Regions from separate parts of the Pan troglodytes genome. Here region 1 is linked to region 2. The links are chromatin contacts, called in public HiChIP or PLAC-seq maps. All regions are on one chromosome and are shown on one strand. Each heading gives the region's core, a stretch centred on a gene start, on an enhancer-like site or on the middle of the called end of the contact. The rest is flanking DNA. Distances are from core to core; before and after follow the strand shown.

What was found. HiChIP or PLAC-seq counts read pairs in DNA pulled down with a chosen protein or histone mark.
Region 1: an H3K4me3 HiChIP or PLAC-seq map of stem cell-derived excitatory neurons shows a contact between it and region 2, with 4 times the contacts expected there. The contact joins the promoter of PRPH here to the promoter of MCRS1 in region 2. A contact is called at or near these places in 1 of 7 Hi-C or Micro-C datasets (stem cell-derived neural progenitor cells) and 1 of 1 datasets of contacts at active chromatin or transcription factors (stem cell-derived excitatory neurons).

Annotation. Positions count from the first base shown.
Region 1 is chr10:46,572,854-46,576,757 of NHGRI_mPanTro3-v2.0_pri, forward strand. It overlaps PRPH (peripherin), which reads right to left and starts at 2,034. Exons shown (of 9, transcript XM_016923485.4): 1 at 1-2,034. The coding sequence starts at 474.
Region 2 is chr10:46,297,815-46,301,760 of NHGRI_mPanTro3-v2.0_pri, forward strand. MCRS1 (microspherule protein 1) reads left to right here and starts at 1,337. Exons shown (of 15, transcript XM_009425469.3): 1 at 1,337-1,893; 2 at 3,117-3,236; 3 at 3,743-3,881. The coding sequence starts at 3,227. It also overlaps a transcript of PRPF40B not described here.

The sequences.
Region 1 (3,904 bases), core at 784-3,283, 280 kb after region 2:
CAACAGCTCCAGCTCTCGCCGCAGCTCGCGCAGCTCCTGCTGGCACAGCTGGTCGGCGCGCGCCGGCTCCTGGCCCCGGGCTTGGCTCAGCTCCCCGCGCAGGGCCGCGTTCTGCTGCTCCAGAAAGCGTACCTTCTCGATGAAGTTGGCGAAGCGGTCGTTGAGCTCCTGCAGCTCCTGCTTCTCGTTGCTGCGCGTGGCCAGGAACTCCTGGTTGAGGGCCTCGGCCATGGAGAAGTCGAGGCGCTCCGAGGGCAGGCGCAGGAGGGCGCCCGCTCCCGCTCGGGGGCTACGGAAGCTGCCCAGGCGCACCGAGGAGCTCGGGGACGCGGAGCCCAGCAGGCGGCTGCTGGAGAAGCGGGAGCTGGACGAGTAGGAGAAGGCCCCGGGGGATAGTGAGGGCGGTGGACCGAAGGTACGGCGGTATGAGGTGGAGCTGAAGCCTGCCCGGAGGCCCGACGGGTGGTGGCTCATTGCGGCCGAGGATGGGCAGTCACCGTTCGCAGAGCTAGGCCGGGGGCTGGGAAGGAGCCGCAGACCGCTGCGAGGCGGCTTTATAGCCCTGCGTCTCAGGGGGGGCACGGGCAGCTCCTCCCACTGGCCTGATGGCCCGCTGGAGGGGGGTTGTATGGGGAGGGGGATGCCCCACCCCTGCGGAACAGCAGGAGCGCCTTCCCCTCCCTTCCCTGGTTGCAGGCCTCTACCCACTTGATTGCCCCCTGTTGCCGCTGGGGTGGGGGTCACTTCCTCCCAACAAGCACCCAAAGCTAGAACCTAGGGTAGGAAGGCCTGACTTGAACTAGAGTCCCTGAAAATTGCGAGGTAGAAGGACCTGAAGTTAAAGGACAGGCTTCTGGCACAGGAGTAGGGAGGAGGCCAGCTGGAGGGAGAGTTGACCTGGCTTAGGCCCCATAGCTAGTGCCTTGACTTGCCCCCTGAAGGCCAGGCTCTATTTTCACCTGCTGTCAGCTACCCCTCCTTCACCACACCCAGAGAGGAATAGGAGACAGGGGCGCAGAGGCAGATCGGGCTGGGGAAGAGCTACTCTCCCTAATCCCCAGGGCCCTGTGAAGGGCTGGTGCCTGGCGCCAGCTCTGCTGCTAATGGGCTGACCAGCCCCCCTCCCCCTCCCCTGAAGACGGCCCAGCAGAGGTTGTCTGCTGATGTTTCAGCCTTAAAGACACAGCCCCCAAACCTAGACCTACCCCGCAACAAGCCCCAATGAGGTGGGTACATCATAGGGGGCTGAGGGTGGCTGGACCCAGCTCTGGATCCCACTCGGGAGGGTCTGCCCCATGCCACGGGCTGGGCTAAGTGGGCCTTTTGTATTCTGTCTTGGTTTACTGGATTCTCCCTCCCCCCAACCCCACACCAATTGCTGCTCAGTCATGGGCTTTACGGGAACCAGAGTGATTCCTGAGGTAGGAAGGGGAGGGGGCTGAGGGGCAACAGCGGCTGCCAAGGCTGAGAGATGGATGGACTGGCAGGAGCTGGTTTCCAGTATTGATGAGTTGCAGGTACCAGGGATGGGTGGGGCTGGATGGGGAAGAGATGGGGAAAGAGAAAGTGCCCATCCCCAGCAGTCTGAAAGAGAGAAGGCCCCAGAACAGGTCCACAAACCTGCGCACGCAAACAGATGCATACACACAGCTTTGTACATCTATGCGCACACACACTACATACACACACATACACACACAATCACACATCCCACCACACCCTCCCCTACTCCAGAGGTAGCGGGAAGGCTGATATCTGGCCTTTGTATGTCAAACAGCTTCCAGAATGCAAGCACAACCTGCCCAGGAGTGGACAGAGGCAGCTCGGATCGTCTGCAGGAGCCGGGTTGCTGAGGTCTGCTGGGTTTGCCAGGAACCATAGGGCTGGGGCTGCTGCTGCTGCTGGGGACTCCAGCGCTGTCCTGTGAGACAGGTCTGCCTCAGATGGGACCTGAGGACAAGAGAGTGCATCTGGGGAAGCAGGTTTGAGGTTCCTGCCTGGATATCTGGCTGGGGGTAAGGAGGGCGGCTCCCTGGCTGGCCAGCTCCTCAGTATTGCAGGGCAGCAGCCCCCTCCCCCCTTTGTGCGTCCTGTGAGATGGGCCAGGGCCAACGCCCAACGCCCTGCTCACGTCCCTACCGCCTTCGTCTCCTTTCCAGGCCCCTCCTTCCTTCCGGGCCATTAGTCTCTCCCTGCACAGCTGCCAGTTCCTTCTCCTTGATGGGTCTGGTTTGGTTGCCAGGGGAGTGGGAAGCGGGAGGAAGGGAGAGATGGGACAGGACGAATAAATGACAGCTTGGCCTCCCCTAACTCCTAGGAATTGGGAGGGGTAGGGTCCCACCCGGGATAGGGCCGGGAGGCTTGGTGGGTGTGAGGAGGGGCTAGGGAAGCCTTGGTGCTTCCTGCCGCAGTCCTGGGCACTGAGCCCCAGCTGCTGTTGGCCTGGAGCCCCATCTATCCCGGATTTGGCCCCACCCTCCAGGAGCAGGGAGCCAGCTCTGCATCAGGAGAGGCGGGCAAGGCCTGGGGAGGACCAGCTCAGGCCCTGTCTACAGGGCACTGGTGGGGGACCCAAGCCTCTGAGAGTAGAGGCTGCTGGGGCTGCAGCTGGGCCTGGGGAGTTCCAGATGGAGTTCCCGTCCTCACCCTGCTTAAGGGCTCCGCTGGCCACCTACATGCCTCGGAGGAGAAGGGACAGAGGGCTGCCACAGCAGGGCTCTGGAGCTGTGGATCAGGCCTGGGTGGGGAACTGCCAGGCAGAAGAGGCTCCTCCCCTAAAGCAGAAGGAGCAGGCCAGCAACTCCAGGCGGAGCAAAGGTAGGCAAAGAGTCTGGGTTAAGAGCCGGGCTCTGGCATCCAGCTGCCACACTTCCCATCTGATCCACCACTCTGTTGTAGAATTTAGGCTCGTCACTACGTCCCTTCATGTCCCTCAAGAAAAGGGAGATAACTAACTGTAGCTTCTACCTCATAGTGTTGTTGGGAGGACTAAAGGAATAAATAAATACATGTGAAGTGCTTAGGACACACATCTTAAAGCCTGAAAATGGAAGCTGGTTTTATTATTGCTATTATTATTAACCTCCAGAGTGATAATGTCAGCCCCAAGAGCAGTGAGAGTCTGGGCTTCTTTTGGACTGTGCCCCTGGTTGCTGAAAGTAGTGCTTGGACCCAAGGCGGAAGAAGCCAAGTCCTCCCTGGCCTCATCCTCCCCTGGTGGACCGGGACTCTGGGCAGATGGTGCAGGTTCATTCATGGCTGCTCACCTTAATTAGCTGTGTGCTTTGGGTTTTCTGAGTCACTTAACCTCTGTTCACCCCATTTTCTTTCTTTCTTTCTTTCTCTCTTTCTTTTTTCTTCCTTTTTTTTTTTTTTTTTTTTGAGACATAGTCTCGCTCTGTCACCCAGGCTGGAGTGCAGTGGCACGATCTCAGCTCACTGCAAGCTCCGCCTCCCGGGTTCACGCCATTCTCCTGCCTCAGCCTCCTGAGTAGCTGGGATGACTGGCGCCTGCCACCACGCCTGGCTAATTTTTTCATATTTTTGGTAGAGACGGTGCTTCACCATGTTAGCTAGGATGGTCTCGATCTCCTGACCTCGTGATCCACCTGTCTCGGCCTCCCAAAGTGCTGGGATTACAGGCATAAGCCACCGCGCCTGGCCACCCCATTTTCTTTATCCACAAATGGGAATGATAATAACAGTACTTACCTCATGGTGTTGGGAGGATTAAACGAGTTACCCTCTGTAAAGCACTTAGTGCTTGGCACCTAGTACATGCTGTAGAAGTATTTGCCAGTATTCTCATCGCTCCTCCTCCTCCTGCCTCCCTTGGCTGCTCTGATGAAGGCTGGAAGAGAAACAACCATTGCATGTGTTCAGGGGTTTGCAGGGAAGGTGAGTA
Region 2 (3,946 bases), core at 87-2,586:
AACATAGTGAAACCCCATCTCTACTAAAAACACAAAAATTATCCAGGCATGGTGGCGCACACCTGCAATCCCAGCTACTCAGGAGACTGAGGCATGAGAATCGCTTGAACCCGGGAGATGTAGGTTGCAGGAGCCGAGATTGCTCCACTGCACTCCAGCCTGGGTGACAGAGGAAGGCTCTGTCTCAAAAAAAATAAAACAAAATTTAAAAACCATGTATTAAAAAACTGGAAAATAATTAGAGAGAAAAATTACTACTACTACCACTTGGACATGTGTTAACATTCTGGTGCATTTCCTTCAACTGTCTTTTCCTTTGTATGTTTTTCATAGTTATCATGAATTCATATATATTTAATAACATTAATATTATTAATGTTCTGTGTAATCACTTTTTATAAAAAGTATTTCAGGCCGGGTGCTGTGGCTCATGCCTGTAATCCCAGCACTTTGGGAGGCCGAGGCAGCCTGATCATGAGATCAGGAGTTCAAGACCAGCCTGGCCAACATGGTGAAAACCTGTCTCTACAAAAAAAAAAAAAAAAACTTAGCTGGGCATGGTGGCACGTGCCTGTAATCCTAGCTACTCGGGAGGCTGAGGCAGGAGAATTGCCTGAACCGAGACCCGGGGGCCGGAGGTTGCAGTGAGCCGAGATTGTGCCACTGCACTCCAGCCTGGGCTATGGAGCGGGACTCTGTCTCAAAAAAAAAAATATTTCATTGGTTTTCTGATATTTTCACAAGTTTACATAATTATATTTAATCAAGTGCCTGTTAAAAAATAAAACACACACTCTTTCATGGGAGTTAAAATAAGTACATACTCATTAAGCAAGTCCACAGAACAGTAAATGAGGTTGGTACTCTTGAAGCAGAGGGCCATAGTATACTGTCAGGGCCAAAAGGGCCAGTCTCTCATTTGACACTTGAATTCCCTGGCAATGTCCATGTTATGTGTGCTTGACACCTCTGATGGACAGCTTTGGAACTGAATCTTTCTTATTCTGAGCTGAAGTATGTCTATAGCTGCTACACTTTAGTACCTCGCAAAGGAAGCATAAAACAGAATTCCTCTTTTAGAGAACAGTCTTTCTAGTTTTCCGGAACATCTCTCACAGCCCCAAATTCCCAATTTTTCCGACAGGTTCGTTCTCCCATCCCAAGATTGCTTCCAAGGCACTCTCCTCTGAAGGTGCTTCCATTGGTTTTCTCTCTTACCTCCCGGCGACCACAAGTGGCCCCAGCCGTCCAGGTGGGGTCCGGCTGACGGGACCAAGTCGACACTACTCCTTCTCGCAGGGTCTCTTCCTTCTCAGTAAAGCGGCCCACGATCCTCCATCCGCTCCTCAGAGAGCCTCTCTGCCCTTTCTGTCCGCCACATCTCCCTGGCTACATTATCTCCCCGACTAGTGCCTAGCAGGCGGGCCTGATAGAAGTTTCTCTAAAGGCTCTGGAGGAGTCAAACAATGCATAACGTCCTGTGCAACCCTCAGACTCCTATACCTCGTGGGAATTTGGAAGTCGAAATCCAGTCCGCGGTCCGCCCCTCCCCGCGTCGCCTCAATTAGCCCCGCTCGGTCTCGCCCTAAGTCTCGCCTTTCCCTTTAACCAACCCCTCAAGCCGGGTTACCTCTCCGGTGCCTATAATCCTTAACGTTTCCCTATATGCTGTCCCAACTAGGAAAGCCTTTACTTTCCGCTATTGGTAAAATATTTACACTTTCCGTACCATGGCCACGCCCCCTTCACACACGTTGCCAAGACGAACCGGAAGAGATTGCCAGCCCCCTGGTTCGTTAACCGGAAGTAGACGTACCTCACGGAAGCCGGCTTTGGCCCTGCGGCTGCTACCGTCGCCGCGGAGAAATTGTTGGATCTGGCAGTCTAGGAATGGTGAGACCTCGCGGTTCGCCTCTGAGGGTTCTCAGAGGAGTTGGGGGTGAAATGGAGTTTTGCAGAGTGCCGCCGGGGACGACCACCCCCCAAGTTTGGGGCCCCGCCCCGGTGGCGCCCCGAAAAGCTGCGCATGCGTGGGCCGGACTGGGTTAGAATCTGGCTCGAAGTGTTACGCATGCGCAAAGGCATGGAGACCTTGGGGTGAGAATGGGCTTGCGAGTTTACCCCCACCTCCCCAGCCACCAGCCTGTGGGTCTCAAACCAAGGCTACTTGGTGCTCTGCTTTGAGTTGCAGAGGTGACTTCATCAATGCTCCTACCCCGAGTTCTTGAGACAGACCTGGACCGATCCCCTACCTTGGGTGTGCACTGTTGGGAGAACGAGGGGCGGAGGGTCCGGTAAGGAAGGGGCACAGACCCTACCTCAGTTTGCCGGCAAGCTCGGGCCCCTTCGCCCTCTCCTCAGATGTCAAGATTCTTAGTCGTAGCCTATGGAGCGGAGAGCGACAGGCTCACCTGGGGACAGGGCTAGAACACTGAGCTAAGAGCCACCCTGGTTAGAAGTGGGGACTCACGAGAGGAGCGCCCCGAGAAAGTCCAGTACCTGGGTTCTCTAGGGGTTGTTGGGGCACAGGGTGGTTGATAATCACGCAGTTCCCAAACAGTGGTTTTTGGTTTCCACGAGATGGTATCTCATGGAAATACCACTTACTAAATCTTCAGTAAAAACCCCAAATGGAAAAGAAAAACAAAAAACAAAACAAAAAAAAAAAAAAACGAGATGGACTGGTTGGAGTTTTGCCTCCCTTTCTTTTTTCCTGCTTTGGCCTGGGAGGGGAAGGCTGGTGCTGCTGAGCTGAGTGGACAGCTGAAGTAAAGAAAAATGTGGGCCAAAGAATCCCTTGTCTCTTGCTAGTTTATAGTCAAGGCGCCTAACCTAGGAGATATCAGTAGAATTAAAGGGTCTATGAACCCTCTAAAATAGTATGTGTTTGCACCCTTTTCTGCAGTCCATAGCTGTTACCATACTCTGAAAGGTGCCAGTGACCTTCACAAGACTGATGTCTAAGGCTATTATTGGCAGAGTGGGGCCTTATGCCTCTTTCCTGTCCTTATGTCTTCCCTAGCTTATGGGACCCTGGGGGACCTGAGCCAGTATAAGGAAGTGAGGCTGGCCAGTTGGAAATCTGAGCCTCAGGGAGCCTCATTTCTCCTTTGCAGAATCTCCTCTCAGCCTTTAAGCTCACCTGGTCAGAATCCTTGGATGAGCCTGTGGGACCGTTCCTCCTAGCCCTGTGGTTTGGAACCAGTGGCTTTGGGACTGTAAGAGGATGGACAAAGGTAGTATGAGGCCGGGACAGCTCCCCAAATGCTCGGGCGCCAAGCATCTGCTGATTCCACTCTGTGCCTGGCACTTGTGTCTTTCGGTCCTGGCTAGGCCTTGCCACCTCCCCCTGGGCCAGCACCACCCATGTACCTGTCGGCAGAGCCACAGTTGACTGACTTGCTGTTGAGCTGCTGCTCTTTAGCACGGCTGCATTTTGATGGCAGAGGGAGCAGTTATGCCCAGAGCCCAGCGTGTCGGCATCACCAGTCTGACCTGAGCACCATGTGCTGCACGACATGACACGTGGCACCGGGGGAACTGCCCAGCGTGGAAGGTCTGGGCCAGGTCTGAGCCCAGATGGGATCTGGATGGCCAAGGAACTCTACCTTAAAACCTCAAGTGTCAAGGAGGCAGGGGAGGGGCCAAGAGGGCTGGCAGGGGAAGGGGGCTGGGGAGGGGTCCCATTTGCAGAGGCTCTAGGATCTTAGGAGGCCCGAATCCACCATTTCTCTCTTGCTAGATTCTCAGGGGCTGCTAGATTCATCCCTGATGGCATCAGGCACTGCCAGCCGCTCAGAGGATGAGGAGTCACTGGCAGGGCAGAAGCGAGCCTCCTCCCAGGCCTTGGGCACCATCCCTAAACGGAGAAGCTCCTCCAGGTAGTAAGGGTTCGGAGGGCCAGGAACTGGGAAAGGGTAGAAGGTCTGTGGCGTTAAGTGCCACA